Linked DNA regions of Ovis aries: region 1 is linked to region 2. Evidence: chromatin contacts called from public Hi-C data. All regions are on one chromosome and are shown on one strand. Each heading gives the region's core, a stretch centred on a gene start, on an enhancer-like site or on the middle of the called end of the contact. The rest is flanking DNA. Distances are from core to core; before and after follow the strand shown. Region 1 has its middle 34 kb from the start of KIFC1. Region 2 holds the start of ZBTB22 (zinc finger and BTB domain containing 22).

Region 1 (5,087 bases), core at 2,400-4,899, 55 kb after region 2:
GATCAGCAGCTGAACAGCTCTGCTTCTGAAGGTTGCCTGGGCATGGATGCAGCAATAAGAGGTGCCTGGGCCACAGGGCCAGTGATCCAGAAGACTAGCCTTGAGTGTGTTTTGGGATTGAGAGCAGAAGTGTGCAGAGCTTTCTGAGGCCTCAGCTCAGAGCTGGCATAAGGTTGCTTCCACCTTGTTTTATTGACCAAAGCCAGTTATAAGGCCAATTCAGATTCCAAGAGTGTGGCAAAAAAGCTCCACCTTTTGATGGAGTAGCTGCCAAGAGCATGTTGCAAAGGGCCCAGAAAATAGCAAGTGAGGAGAATTGCAGCCAATTCAACACCTATGTAAATTCAAAGCTTGGGATATAGAGTGTAGGTAAGAGGTAGCTAGCAATCACGAGGCTATACAAACCCACAAACATCCCACAGAGCAGAAGTCAATCTGAACGTCTGAAACAGCCAGAGGAAATCAAAACACTGCTGGTCTGTGCAGGTTAAGTAAAGCATTTCCTCCCCTTGCCTCCCTGCCTCTGGCTTTGATGGGTACGGAGGGATGCTGAGTGAGGCTAGAAAGAAACACGCAAAGAAGCCAGCTGCACTGTCTTTGTTCCTCAGCACAATTTTTCAAGTCAAGCTTATCTGGGAGAGAGAGCAGTGAGCAGTTCTGAAGAGACATCTCAGTTCCCTGCCCAGGAATTGGGTTGTTCTTGCTGTTGTTCAGTTGCTAAGTCATGTCTGACTCTTTGCAACCTCATGGACTACAGCATGCTAGGCTCCTCTGTCCTCCACTATCTCTCGGAGTTTGCTCAAATTCATGTCCATTGAGTCAGTGATGCTATCCAACCATCTCATCCTCTGCTCCCCCCTTCTCCTTTTGCCTTCAATCTTTCCCAACATCAAGATCAATGAGACAGCTCTTCACATCAGGGGGCCAAAGTACTGGAGCTTCAGCTTCAGCATCTGTCCTTCCAATGAATATTCAGCATGGATTTCCTTTAGGATGGACTGGTTGGATCTCCTTACAGCCCAAGGGACTCTCAAGAGTCTTCTCCAGCACCACAATTCAAAAGCATTAATTCTTCAGTGGGTTGCCATTTCCTCCTCCAGAGGATCTTCCTGACCCAGGGATCAAACTGGTGTCTCTTGTGTCTCCTGCATTGGCAGGCAAATTCTTTACCTCTGAGCCAGCTGGGAAGCCCCTTAAACCTGGGTAGCCTATATGAAGACCAAGAATCCTAGCCACTGGACCACCAGGGCTCAAGGATAGGAGCAAAGTCATCCTGGCTTCCTCCTTAGGCGCCGCCCCGCCCCCCACCCCTACCCCTGCCTCTTTTTGAAAGTAAGAATGTTTCAAGGAGGCAAAAACTGAAAACAGGGACAAAGTTTATTATTAGAGACTAAGTTTATTATTAGAGAGACAGCATAATAACATGTGGGAAAGCACACAGAGAAACTGTTTGTTTATTTAAGACAGAAGCAAGGCAGAAATACACAGCCGGAGAGGAGTGGAGGTGTCCTGAATGAGGAGCACAGCAGAGAGGTAATTTAAATCTCTTATGTAGGGCAGTCCTTCCAGGTCTTTGCGAGCATGCGTTGCACGGCTGCTCAGTCATGTCTGACTCTTGGCAACTCTATGGAGTGTAGCCCACCAGGTTCCTCTGTCCATGGCATTTTCCAGGCAAGAGTACTGGAGAGGGCTGCCATGCCCTTTTCCAGGGGATCTTCCCCACCCAGGGATCGAACCCCCGTCTCCTTCATCTCCTGCATTGGCAGGCAAATTCTTTACCACTGAGCCACCTGGGAAGCCGTGGTCTTTGTTTACATGTGGCCAATTTTGCATGTTTCTATCCTTGAGCCCTCCGCAAGAGGGGCGTGCAACTTTCTGCTAAGATGGATTCTACCACAGCAGCATGTGGGTGCATGTCCACACCTATGATAGAGTGGGTCCCCCTCCTCGCCCCTTTTGACTCTCAAGAAGCCTTCCTGCCCGTGTGCAGACAGGGAAGTTTTCCTTGACCTCAGGGGTGGGCACCTAATCTCCTTACTTCAGCTTTTGCCACTAGCTTTGTCCTTGGAGTGTCTGGGTGAGAACAAAGCTTGAATTTTACTCCACTTGACAAACACCAGCTGTCCAGCCCAGGGGTCCACATATCACCTATCTCAATGCCAGTGATAGCTGGCCTAGAGATGAAATGTAATTTAAAATGAAGTGTGAAGGGCTTTTTATAGAGATAGTGAGTAGATACGTTCTGTGGCCTTCCTGAGTTGTTCAGAGGCAGAAAAAGAAGTAGCTCCACAGGGCAGGTTCTCAGGAACAGTGGTGGCAAAGGATAAAGCTATTATCTGATTACAACCTCTAAGCCCACAGACTCAGTGTACTGCTATAGAAATAATAAGCACAGATTGTAGTAAATGATATAAAATAAATAAACAGCAGGAGAGAATTATTGCTTCAGAGAGCAGAGAGGCATTGGGTTTCGTGACAGAGTGGCCTGGAAAAGGCTCCCTTGAAGCTGGAGAACGAACCATCTCAGTGATCAGGCAGAGGGACCGACTCATGTCAAGTCCCAAGACAGGGAGGACCTTGGCCCGTTCTCAGATAATGACTTGCTTTTTCTTCTTTAACTCCAATTGATGGGATAAAAAGCATTTTCTTACTGCAATCCAGAATACACATGCATTCAAAACAAAAATTTCATGAAATTCTCCTTCTACGTAAAATACGAAAATGCACTGTTACATTTTGTTTTACTTCAGGTTCATTGAGATATAATTTACAGGCAGTAAAATCACCCTTGTTATGTGTAGAGTTCCATGTATTTTGATAAATGCGTACAATCACAGACACTACCACAGTCAACATATAGAACATTTCCAGACCCCTCAGAATTTCCTCCCGCTCCTTTGCAGTCAGTCCCCTCCCGTAACATGAAGCCAGGGGCCAGCACTGATTTGATTTCTGCTCCTACAGATTTTTAAACATGGTTTTTCTTGATGTGTCTATTTATAGGTTTATATGATTTTAATGGTTTTTTCAAATAAATTGCTTTTGGTATCACTGATTTTTCTCATTTGTGTTTCTGTTCTCAATTTTATTGATTTCCTCTCTAATCTTCCTTATTTCCCTCTTGTTCAGTTCACTTTGAATTTAATTTACTCTCTTTTTTTTTTTTTTTTGGTCTCTTAAGGGACATAGATTAATAATTTGAAGCTTTTCTTATTTTCTAGTTTAATACTTAAATTTCCACTTAGGCACCACTTTGGCTATACCCCACACATTTTGATATATTGTGTTTCTATTTTTATTCAATTCAAAATATTTTCTACTTTCCTGTGTGACTTCCTCTTTGATACATGGGTTAATATTTAGCAGCGTGTTGTTTAACTTGCAAATATTTGAAAGATTTTCCGGACACTGTTCTAATTTAATTCAGTTGTGGTCAGAGAACATAATTTTTATGATTTCAGTTATTTAAAAATTGCTGAGGCTGTTTTATGGCCCAGACTATGATTGATCTTGCTGAACCCATTGTGTGCTCTTGGAAAGAATGTTGTTTTTCTGTTTGGTGGAATGTTCTATAAATGTCAATTAGGTCAAGTTTGTTGAGCATGTTCAGGTCTTTTTATCTTTGCTGATCTTCGGTCTACCTGTTTCATTGATTACTGAGACAGGAGTGTTGAAACCTCCAGCTATAACTGTGGGTTTGTCTATTTTGATTTTCAGTTCTGTATGTGTTGCTATTCATATTTTGGAGCTGTGTTCAATGCGTGAATATTTAGGACTGTTATGTTCTTCATGAGTTGACTCCTCTTTATCCCGGGTAACATTCCTTACTGTGAAGTTTATCTGTCACGTATTAATATAGCCCTTCTGCTTTCTTCTGATCAGAGTTTCATAGTATATCTTTCTACATCCTTAACCTAAATATAGCTTTGTATTTGATGTGTTTCTTGTACAAAACATATAATTTTGGTCTTGTTTTTATTTGTGTAACATAGTTAAAAGTAAATTAGGTAACTCATAAAGTAACAGAAAATATTCACAATACATCTTGACAACAACAGACCAGTACAAAAATAGGTGTCAAAATCAAAATCACGTTGTATATTTATGACATGTACACTTTGGGAAAGCATGTTATACTTCAGTAAAAAATTGCAGGGACTTCCCTGGCGGTCCAGTGGTTAAGACTCCACCCTTCCACTGCAAAGGGTACAGGTTCACTCCCTGGTCAGGGAACCAGAATCCCACATGCTGGGTGGCACAGCCGAAAATAAATAATTTTTTAAAAATTTCAGTGAAGAAACTGAAAAACAAAGTCAAATAATTTTATGAGACTTTTAAAAAAATCAGTAGACTGCTGATCCCTACTGGTACCTCATTTTCAGCTTAGAAGTCCCAATCTTATTTCATTTAGCTGTTAATTTTGGTATCAATTTCATACTTTTATATTTTTAATCAACATTGTCCTTTTTAATCAATTATTCATGTACTTAGTCTAAAGATTCAAATGGTTAGGAAACATCCCTCCTCCCACCCATCCATCCACTTCTCAATTGCAACATAGCTCATTTTTAAAAACTATTTATTGAATTATAATTGACATACAATATATTATATTGGTTTCAGGCATAGAACATAGTGATTTGATAGTTTTATACATTACAAAGTGATTACCATGGTAAGTCTAGTTACCATCTGTCAGCACACAGAGTTAGTACTATATAGTTCATTTTGCTTAAATGGATATTCATCATTAACATATTACGAGTGCACACGCATTACTCACTAAATAAACTCTCCTTCCCCTCGACCTAAGAATTGCCTTTGTGTGTATTGTTTCTATATTCTTACCATTAATTCAACCTCCAAATATCTCCTAGTACGTATTTCTCTTCGATTTGTTCAAACACATCAAGTCATCTATCACATTTTCTGAATGAAATTTCCTCTTGAAGCCTCTGGCCAGCTCCTATGGGAACTGGCTGCCAGATGGCCTGCTGAACAGCTGTGGTCTTTGGAGTCTCCTTTCACTGTCTTTCTGGGAATTCTCTTCCTCTCGTCTTGTGTTCGATCTCCTGTTTCACGCATAT
Region 2 (5,005 bases), core at 1,257-3,756:
CCCGGTCCAGCCCCGCCCCCGCCGCCTAAGTGGTGCCGGCGCTCACAGTGTCCCCGGTGGCGCATGAAGCTGTCTCGCCACATGAACTTCTTGGCGCAGACACTGCACTCGTAGGGCTTGAGACCCGTGTGCGTCTTCATGTGCTCCGTCAGGTGGTGCTTCATCTTGAACTTTTTGTTGCACACGGGGCAGTCAAAGGGCCGCAGGTTGAGGTGCATGTTCACATGGCGATCTCGCATGCTCTTGTGGGAGAAGGCTTTTCCGCAGTGGCACAAAAAGATCTTATTTCCATCCCCACTGCCTGTCCCTCCAGGGGTCCCGCCGGTACCACCTGGCCCGCCCAGGGCCCCTGCTGGTGTGCCCCCCAGGGTCACCGCCCCGTGTTCAGCTTGGCTCCCTGGCGGCTGTGAGGAGGAGGAGGATGAAGAGGATGGGAAGACTAGGATCTGGTTGCCCTGCATGTCCAGTGGGAGCAGGGGCCTTGGAGGGTGTGCTGGAGCATAGGATGAAGGGGTTGGTCCCCCTGAATCATCAAGCCCTGCCCCAGGACCCCCACCTTCATAGGGACCAAAGTCATTGGAGGACTCACAGAAATTGACCTGCTCCTCTCCCTTGTCCGGAGGCTCAGACAGGGTCCGGACATCACTTATGCTAAGGGTAGCCTCCGGTCCTCCCCCTGCTGAAACCCTGGAGCCACCCCCCAGCTCTTCATCTTCGTCATCCTCACAGGTCAACACCAAGTCTTCCTCCTCCTCATCCTCTTCCAGGTCTGGGTCTTGTGGAGCCAGGGGTGCCGATGCTGGGCAGTTTCCACCCCGCTTCACATATACCCAGTGTTTCTGTGGCACAATGCTGGGGGGTGCATAGGTGGGCCGGCGGAGCCCAGCCCCAGGGACCACCGCACCCCTCCCATCCCCACCGTCATCACACAGCTCATCTGCCTCCAGCAGCAGCTTGCCAGAGGTAGCACCCCCACTGCCAACCACAGGGGCAGGGAAGACAGGGCCGCCTGTGCGGCGCTCCCCACTGCCCACTGCAGAAGCTGCAAAGGCCTCCTGGGAGGAAGATGAGAAATCAGTGGACTCCCGGGGGCTGAAGTAGTTGCTGCTGCTGGGGGATTGATTCTCACTGGCCCGGCTCGAGGCATGGGAGCGCACGGAGCTCACAGTGGCAGGGGCCACCGTGCCCCCACTCCCGGAAGGCACCCCAGCACCGGGGACAGTGACCGACGTGGCTGCAGCAGTTGTGACGGTGGTGGTGGTGGCTGAGGCCCGGCCCTCTCGGAGGAGTTCAGTGCACTTATCCACGATGTGCCACATTTGGAGCACGGACCCCACTGTGAGGAAGTTAACAATGTCAGCAGCGGCCATGCTGAGGCGGCCAGTGTAAGCTGAAGCCAAGACAGTCTCAAAGGCTCCTGGGTCCATGACGCTGGGCAGCGAGATGGAAGTCATGCCCTTGAGTAGGACCTGGTCGTGGAAGTAAGGGGAAGAGGCAGCCAGGACAGCACGATGAGCCCGGAACTCCCGTCCCTGCACCCGGATGGACACGTCACAGAGCTGGCCCTGCAGCCGCTGCTGATTGAGAGACTCCAGGAGGGCACTGGTCACCTCTGGGAAGGACACATGTACCACCGCCGCTGCAGGCAGGGGCAGTGGTGGCGGGGCCAGTGATAGAGGCAGGGGGAGTGCTGCCCCGCTGGGAGACAGAGGAGATGGCTCCATGGTGTGGAGGGAAGGGGTACCCCCCCCAGCCACAGGAACAAGGGAAGGAGGAGGGCGGCCGGGGGGGTCTCTGGAAAGAAAAAGAGAGACGAATGATAACATCTCATAATAACACAGCCCTTTACAGTTTAAAAACACATTCACATTTATTATCTGGGTAACCCCCTACAAGGACACTATAAGGTAGGCACTCCTCTCAACCCCATTTGACAGATGACAAAACTGAGGCTCAGAAAGATTAAGAGATTATCCAAGGTCACACCACTAAGTGGCAGCACCCACAAACGCAGGAGTCCTAACTCCAAATCCAGTGCTCTTTGGAGGTTAGAGAAATAAGGTACTCCTGGGGAATGGGGTGCCTCCCCTCAGAAATTCCCATTTGCCTGAGACCCCAACTTAATAAAATTTACCTTACTGGGGTTTTGTACACTTTTCTTGGGTTGGGGGGACAGGTCGGTTCTGGCATCGAAAACCATTTCCCTTTAGGCCGTGCCCCTGGCTAGCCACGCCCCTTGCCCCCAGTTATCCCTAATCGCCCATCTCACGACCCGCCCCATGGCCTTTTGGCTCCGCCCCTGAGTACCCCCGCCCACATAGGACCCCGCCCCCCTCTGCTCCGCCCCAAGCGGTACTTCGACCTCCTCTCCCACCCGGAAGGCGCCCCCCAACCCCGCGCGTCCCCGCTTACCGGGCCGCGCGCCCCCGGGCCCCCCCCGCCCCTCACTCGGCGGCCAGAGCCGCAGCCTGGGCCCCTCCCGCCGCCATCTTGCGCCGACTCCCTCCGCCCTCCGCCTCCGCTCCGCCTCCCGCCCCTCAGGCTTTAAAGGCACAGGCGGGCACCCCGCCCGAGCCGCTGGGCAATACTCGGCCGACTCGGCCACTTCTCCTTTAAAAAACAGCTGTTTCATTCCACCTTAAAGGTACCACGTTTCGTACGCCGCTAAGGACTCAGGACTCGGGTCTGCCGAAGCTCTCATTCCCCTTTAATTTGGTAAGCCTGCCTCTTCCTATTGGCCATGGGTCTAGGCCTTCGCTGCTTGGGCTCCGCCCCTGAGCTGTGGCCATTAGCGCGTTTACGATGTCTAACCGCCCCGGTCGCCCAGCTTCTGACAGTCCTCCTGAAGCCCCACCCCCCACCTCTGCTCCTGGATTGGCTAGATAACCTTGAGTCGGCCCCTGATTGGCTTTTTTACTGCTACCGCTCGAAGTGGGAAAGAAAAGCGCATTCAGGAGGCTGAAGCACGTTTTAGTACCTTGCAGAGGGCAAGGAGGCCTGAGGATGAGAAAAACTCCAAAGAGGCGTGAAGGCAGCTGGACAGGGCATATCCAGGGCTGTCCCGGGAGAACGGCTAACCCTGAGCCAGAGAACAGCTGGTGCCAATCACCAGCTGGTGAGGGCGGGACAAGGAAAAGACAGGGATACAATAAGAAAAGAACTTTATTGTTCATTAATGTTTCTGTGTAAAACTTAAGCTTTGTTGTTGTTTTTAAAAAGAAACCACCATAAGGCGATTAGCTCAGTCCATCCCTTCCTCAGTCATGTGCTTCCTACCATCCTCCAAATACCATCCCAAACATTTTGGGGGCAGGGAGGAGGGGGAGGCGGTTAATCAGAGTCTGAGAGCACGATGATCTCCTCGGGATCACACTGTGTGGCCACACTCATCTGCAGGGGAGTGAGACAAAGAGTCAGAAAGGTCTGGAACATAGTGGAGGAGAAGCCAGGGAAGGACTTTATCAGAGATCAAAACTTAGGGTGGGGAAAAAAGAGAGAGGGAGGAGGTAATGGGTGTAACATTCAGACAGAGAACCCCAAATGAATAATGAAAGGGAATGAAGTTAGGAAACACAGCCACCCCCTCTTACCTTGCATGTACCAGGCCTGGAGGGTTGTGACTGGGGAGTGTGGGACAACCGGGTTGGAAGTGGGCTACAGAGGGAGCTGGTCACCAAGCCATGGCTAGGAGAGTCCACCCTTGTGGAGGAATCAGCAACTGGAGCCATAGAAGCCAAAGGGGAAGGCGGGCTGGCCAGGGTACGTGTCTTCTGCCCGTTCTTCTGCACTGCCCCTTGCATTTCCACATGGCTAGAGACAGAAACACACGTGGGAGGGGAGGTATGTGGAGCCTGAGGCTGGAGGGGGAATGTGCAGTTTTTCCCCAGACTCCTTTCTACAGTATTTCTCTCAGAAAGCCCCTTCAGCCCCTGCATGGCTTCCCTCTTTCTCCTTGTTGCTGTTACCTCGTTCCTAACGGCCCGGCTTCTGTTTGCTTCTCCTTCCGAGACTTCTTGCGGGGGGGACTGGAATCCCCCCAGGTGTGAGGAGAGACGCCCCCATTGAAGGAAGTGGAGGTTACCATCGCAGCCCCGTTCTCCAGCACAGTGGTAAGGAGGTCCTCTGCTTTCTTGGAAGAGGAAACGTCCCGCTCCTCGGGGGAAGGGGTCGTATCCAGGGGCAAGGCTTCAATCTCTAGCTCGAAGAGCTGAGACATAGGGCTCTCTTCCTCCAGCGGCAACTCCTCGAGGTGCTCTTGCCTGCTTTCAGCAACTACACTGGAGGGGGCCGGGGGCTCTTCTGCCGGTGAAGATGGTGACTCTGTGGCTCTTTTGTTTTGCTGCTCCTCTGGAGACCCACTGTTCCCTTTATGAGGTTCCAGGTTCTTTTCAGTGGAGACCGGTAGTGGGGACATGGGGCTCTTATCTCCATCCTTCTCTGGAAAAAAAGAAAAGAGCAGATTGGTAGCAAAAGCACTGGGGGAAAGAAAACTGCTGAGAGGACACCGAGTGAGAGGAAGGAAAGGCTCTCAAAGAGGGGGCTCGCGCCCAACAGAGTGGAGAGAAGTGACGCACGGGAAGACGGTCTCCTTGGCATACCTGCTTCCTCCTCCTCCTCTTCATCGTCCCCCTGACCTTCCTTCATCTGTTCCAGATCCTCCTCTTCTTCGGAATCCGTGGCCTCATCTTCTTCCTCCTCGTCCTCCTCGTCTTCCTCATCTTCCTCCTCGTCTTCCTCGTCCTCCTCCTCCTCCTCCTCCTCCTCCTCTTCACTCTCCTCATCTTCTTCATCGTCGATCTCAGCCTTGGAAGTGGTAGGACACTCCTGGGATGCCACTCCACTAGGGCCCTGCAGAGGACAAACGAGTTTCCTGAAGGCATCTGTTGCCCCGTTCTCCAAGGAATGCTGCTTGCATTCCTCCCGCACACGCCATGATCAGTCACCGCAGACTCCCTGCCGGCCAGTGCAGGGGAGGGACGAGGTCTCTCCGTTCATACCTCACCAG

Evidence for each region. A called contact is a pair of places that touch in the nucleus more often than the background predicts.
Region 1: a contact with region 2 is called in a Hi-C map of liver, with 4 times the contacts expected there. The contact joins the enhancer-like site here to the promoter of ZBTB22 in region 2. A contact is called at or near these places in 4 of 16 Hi-C or Micro-C datasets (blood, hypothalamus, liver and 1 more).

What each region holds. Positions count from the first base shown.
Region 1 is chr20:7,691,297-7,696,383 of ARS-UI_Ramb_v3.0, forward strand. No RefSeq gene overlaps it. Among named protein-coding and RNA genes, the nearest start is that of KIFC1, 34 kb to the right of the region's middle. Within about 2 kb of position 3,650, at least 1 of the 54 cell types and tissues checked has an H3K27ac peak or open chromatin away from gene starts, as enhancers often do. A contact at or near this core is called in liver, where this site is marked.
Region 2 is chr20:7,637,520-7,642,524 of ARS-UI_Ramb_v3.0, forward strand. ZBTB22 (zinc finger and BTB domain containing 22) reads right to left here and starts at 2,507. Exons shown (of 2, transcript XM_042236902.2): 1 at 2,413-2,507; 2 at 1-1,794. The coding sequence starts at 1,724. It overlaps DAXX (death domain associated protein), which reads right to left. Exons shown (of 8, transcript XM_060403085.1): 4 at 4,998-5,005; 5 at 4,599-4,848; 6 at 3,966-4,437; 7 at 3,591-3,810; 8 at 3,145-3,390. The coding sequence ends at 3,331.